Regions from separate parts of the Mus musculus genome. Here region 2 is linked to region 1. A link is a contact called in public HiChIP or PLAC-seq data. All regions are on one chromosome and are shown on one strand. Each heading gives the region's core, a stretch centred on a gene start, on an enhancer-like site or on the middle of the called end of the contact. The rest is flanking DNA. Distances are from core to core; before and after follow the strand shown. Region 1 overlaps Etl4 (enhancer trap locus 4). Region 2 overlaps Etl4 (enhancer trap locus 4).

Region 1 (2,589 bases), core at 65-2,564:
AACTTACTAATCAGCTAGCCTTCCCAGAGTGTCCCAGATTCAGTCTCATTAAGAACCAGGCGGCCATCACGTCTGAGAAGGACCACCTTGTTGACAAGCCTGTTCTCTTCCTGTGCTGACAACACAACCTGTAGGCCGGTGCTGACTCCTGACAAAATGACTCTTTCCAGGATAACATGGTCCCGTATTGCCAAACAGCTAACTCAGAGAACTGCTGGTCTCTTTGGAAGGAGTTCTGGTCAGGCAGGCCTTTCCCCAGCCAAGCTACTCTTAGCCAACTTAATGTTGACATGATGTTATGAAAACTAAATGCATGTTCATTAGCTGTGGAATAGGATTTAAAATCCTTATAATCTAGATAAAAATGTGACAATAAAAAGAGTGCCATAGTAAAAAGGATAAATCGAATTAAATGTGTTGTCAAAGGATTTCTGTTTATAATCATCCACTCCAATTTTGAAGCGGTTTTTTTTTCCAATGCAAGAGGTTCAATTTTCAAAGCTTTATTTTCATTTTTCCAATCATGGATTAATGTTAGAAATATTAATATTGGAAAAACTGAGCAAGAAAGTATTTGCTTAACTTTTTTGTAAAGCAAAAAATACTAAGAAACAGTTAGTATGGGTGAGTCCCACTAAGCGTCAAAGGATGTACCTTTCGTTTTAGTTTTAAAAATATTTTACTGCATTTCTTTATACTGTGTGTGCACATGTGTATATGTGAAGGCAAACAAATATCCCACATGCATGAGGGAGTTGGGGAGAGCTTTGTAGAAGTCAACTCTCTCCTTCTACCCTGTGGGTATTGGGGATCAAGCTCCGGTCACTGGGTTTGGCAGCCAGGACCTTTACTTGCTGAGCCAGAATCTTGCCAGACTAGGATGTGCCTTTTAATATTTAAAAGCCGCATCACCTCCCCCATGCTTCCACGGTTGGCTGCAAAGAGAACAGCAACAGTTATGAACTTAATGTGTAAGTGTAAGCAATCCAAGAACGCCTTTTTATAGTAGAAAAGAAAAAAGGCTGGTGGAGGACCGTCAACCAGAGCTGGATGTGAAACCGGCGTCCTTGGTGAACAGATAGGAAGGACGTGGTGAATTTTAAAAACAATGCCTTTTTATAAATGGCAGTTGGAATGGCAGGATTTGGAACACAATAGCTAATCCAGTATCTTGTGGACAGTTTCCTACAGCGCTTCTATTTTTAGGTGCTTCGTGCTTCCTTCCTCCGTAAGTTCTAGCCAGCCCTTTAGGGTGCCAGGACCTCAGCGTTTCTGCTGTCTCTGTCAGCTCCACCTCTCTCTTTCCTTGCTCAGATTCTTTGCAGTTTATACATCCTGCTTCTTGTCCCAATCCTAGACCGAGCAGCAAACACAAAGGGTTTGTAAGTAGGGGACTTATTTTAGTTAATGATTATCATGTTGTTTGATTTTTCATTAGAGATCAAAGAATACTTTGGAATTTGATGTAGCCTGAGATTGAAGTTTTAGATTGCGCTATTTGAAGTTGCACAGAGAAGGAATACAAGCCTGGTTTCACGTGCGCTGAATCTAAGAGCCTGTGTCTGCACCTCCTGCATCTTAGACTCCAACCCATCTGTAGCAGTTGCATGAACAAAGTTCAGAGTTACACGTGTGAGCAGCTTGGTCAAGCACAATGTGGTGTGTTCATCTGAGTCCTATTCATTGTGACTTGCCCTGCTCACAAACACATCTAGGCACTGAGTGCTAGCTGTAGTGAGATGCTTAAGTTGTGAAATTAAGGGATTACCTGTTTTATAAGAGTTAGTCTGGCGGTCATTATGAAAAAAGAAACATTTGATTTCCATAAAAGCAAATTTGTGTTTCATTATTTATTATAATACAGTGTTTTAACATATTTATCACCAGATAAAATTAGCCTTGCTAGAAAAATGCCTGTGGTTTCTTGTTATCTTTGTATAAGCCATTAAAGTCAACACTTTGGAATGTAGTTGACCTCAGTTCAAATACTGACCCAGTCATTTAAGAGTGCCCCCTATAGGCAGTCACCGACATCTGCCTGGATGAATTCTATTAGTAGATTTGGTGACAACAGTTATCACGGTATTAACACATCTCTCTTCTGCTGAAGATACATGTATTCAATCCTAGCACTTGGAAGGTGGAGACAAGAAAACCATGTTTTCAAGGTCAGTCCGTGCTAATTGCAAGCTAGAGGTCAGCCTATCTCAACAGCCACAGCAGCAAGAAAGTACTTATCAATTAAAGATAGTGGTGCAACAAAATAAAAGTAGACAGAAGTGTTGCTCGCAGTAAGGTGTGTGATTGCTTGTCACACTTGCAAGTGTTCAGTTAGGGAAGATGTACTGTACAGGGGGCTAAGCAAATAACCCCTGGACATACTTCTTTTTATTTATTTGTATTTATTGCTTATAAACAATAGAAGTTTATTTCTCTTGTTCTAGGATTCTGGAGGCTTTGAAATCCAAGACCAGGGTGCCATCCTGGTGGGATTCTACTGGGAGCCTTCTTTCAAGGACATGCTTGTCCCATGGTCATATAGCAGAAAAAGGCAATAAAGTGGCACCTCTGTTAAAAAGATTGTATCTT
Region 2 (2,589 bases), core at 35-2,534, 310 kb after region 1:
GCAATTTAACATTCAGACAACTCTTTTTGGTTCCCAAGCAGAACCTCTCCAAAGAGAAGAATCAAGGCTTAGGGACAGATCCAGCCTCCAGGAAGCTGTAGAAATCAGTGTGATTGCCCTGGGCCTGAAAACAAGGCTCGTCTATGTAACTCAGGCTCTCGTGATGCCCACACCATGTCTTAGCTGGGTTAGGATTCATTGTCTCTCCAATTGATGGTCAAGTGGGTGACATTTATCCTTATTTAAACTCTAGGCCTTAGTTTTCATGAATGATGTGATTCAAAATAACAGCTAACTGTAAGCATCAATTCCTGCTTTCCAAAAGTGGTAGGTCTTTTTTATTTAAAAAAAAAAACAAAAACTAATATTACTTACTGTACTGCTGTGAAAGAAGTCATGCCCTCCTTGTCCACCCTCAGAGACAAAAGGGGTTTGGAGGCCACTTGTCCTGAAGCCTGACTTTACAGAAAATAAAAAGGAGAGACAGTCCAGAATGTGATAACTGGAGCCATTTGAATAAACTGGGGTCTCGACATGATGCTGCCTCTATGCTGTTTGTAATAAAGGTAATAGGGCCCTACTTCCTCTATCACCCACGAGCCACTAGAAAGGTGACAGGCAGTAAGAACATTAGGGCGGTATCAGATAAGAAATGTCTTCCTTCTTTATCTGAGTCGTTCTTTTTGGATTGGTTTGGTATGGTATCGTATGGTATGGTGTGGAGTGCTGACTAAAATCTCAAGAGTTTTGCCTACCACTGCCTCCTGAGTGCTGAGATTAAAGCCGTGTGCTACCACTACCACAACCCAGCTTTGAGTCATTTTATTTCTCTGGCCTTCATGCTAGAATTTTATAGATTAAGTAGGTAGGAGCCAGGCACAGGAGACACACGTGTAATTCCCAGAAGCTCAGGAGGCTGAGGCACGAAGATCAGGAGTTAACAACAATGCAGACAATGATGGGAAATCCTGTCAAAGAAAAGGCTGACTCCTATGAGGATGTTCCTCCACTCACCCACCCACTCCAGAAAAGGCTGGCATGGGGGACCTTGTTTTCTCAGGCACCCGAGGGCCTTTCCCCATAGTGCTGTCAGTTGCAGATAAATAATAATCTGTAGCAGGAGTGAACAACTATTTCTACCAGTTTGTACCTGTACTTAACAAAAGAAAAAAGAAATGCCATTTCAGAGCGTGAATATTGAAGTGCACCCTCAGGGAAGAGAAAGAAACTTCAAAATTGATTTTGTGTTGGCTCATTCTGGGGTGTGGTAGCTAGAGTCACCGCCTGGCAGAGCCAACAGGAAATGAAACGCTTTACCCTGGGCTGTGTGTCACCATAGCCAGAAAGCCATAGTCCCTGTATTCTGCAGTCAAACTAGTGATGTTTCCTAAGAACCCTTCCTTTGCTGATATTCAGTGTCTGCTGTAACATTAAGGGATCACCCATCATGGGTTCTGTGCAGTGCTAAGGAAATAAGTACAGACCCCATTTTGTGACTCAGAAAGTCCGGTAATCAAGAAAAGTCTCTTCGATATAAAATCAGAAAGCTATCACGTTATGCTGCCACCCAGATCCAGAAAACAACTAAGTCTCGTCACTTGACTTGGGGCTATTTTCAGGTCCCAACTAGTACAGTCTGCTCACAGAAAGTAAACTGTGAAGGAGATTAACTGCTGGGAGTGTTTCCCGACTGCATTTACTGTGCTGGGAAGAGCCTCATTGGGCTTCAGTACACCTTAGGAGCCCTGGCCTGGGTGTGTCTGAGCTTTGATCCACTTGCCTGAACTTGGCACACCCTTCTTTTCCCCTTTCAGTCAGGATCACTGAACCAGAATGGGAAGAATTATGAGTGCCAAATAAGTTCCTCCTAACTGCAACTCTAGGATCCCAATTTCTGCTGGATTTTAGACATGATCTTTCTAGGAGACCAAGGGCATCTCTGTTAACAATGGCAGAGTCTTTTGACTCTGTGACCTCTCAGTATTGAGACTTGAGATGTGTGTGTCTTTGCTATCTTTGTAACAAAATATCTAAGGCTAAGGGGAAGGGCCCATGGATCATGGGTTCAGAGATTCCAGTACATGTTCACTTAACCCTGTCACCTTGAGCCTGAGCTGTACTTTTATCAAAGTGACGTATGTATCAGAAGACGTCTTTGTAATTTATGGCAGCCAGGAAGCAAAGCAAGGCAAAATGAGCCAAGGTCACGTATTCCTGTCAAGAGCATACTCACCCACTTCCTAAAGCTCGCACTCCCCCAGTCCTACCACAGACTAGGAATGAATCCTTTACCACACCAGCCTTTGGGAGACATTGAAGATCCAAATGCTGGCAGACCTTTGGCATCCTCAGCCATGATCTCCACTGCATGTGTGCTGGCCCCTGGGTCTCAACTTAGCAGGGACTTACCTGCTTTGAAGACTGCATTTGTGGTTGCACCTGCATGGTGCTTTCAGGATGGTGTCTTAGTTGCTTAACTTGTCCCCAGTAGGGTAACTTTGAGCAGAAATGGAAAATGAATAGATTAGTTACTTGCAAGGCTTCAAGCATAGCAAGAGGACCTGGATTCTGGTGTTCTGTTGACTTCAT

What was found. HiChIP or PLAC-seq counts read pairs in DNA pulled down with a chosen protein or histone mark.
Region 2: an HNF4G HiChIP or PLAC-seq map of pancreatic cancer cells shows a contact between it and region 1. The contact joins two enhancer-like sites. A contact is called at or near these places in 1 of 115 datasets of contacts at active chromatin or transcription factors (pancreatic cancer cells) and 1 of 9 other capture datasets (embryonic stem cells).

What each region holds. Positions count from the first base shown.
Region 1 is chr2:20,444,402-20,446,990 of GRCm38.p6, forward strand. The region is part of intron 2 of Etl4 (enhancer trap locus 4); the gene reads left to right. Among named protein-coding and RNA genes, the nearest start is that of Gm17171, 110 kb to the left of the region's middle. Within about 2 kb of position 1,315, at least 35 of the 459 cell types and tissues checked have an H3K27ac peak or open chromatin away from gene starts, as enhancers often do. A contact at or near this core is called in embryonic stem cells and pancreatic cancer cells, where this site is marked.
Region 2 is chr2:20,752,202-20,754,790 of GRCm38.p6, forward strand. The region is part of intron 7 of Etl4 (enhancer trap locus 4); the gene reads left to right. Among named protein-coding and RNA genes, the nearest start is that of Arhgap21, 210 kb to the right of the region's middle. Within about 2 kb of position 1,285, at least 51 of the 459 cell types and tissues checked have an H3K27ac peak or open chromatin away from gene starts, as enhancers often do. A contact at or near this core is called in embryonic stem cells and pancreatic cancer cells, where this site is marked.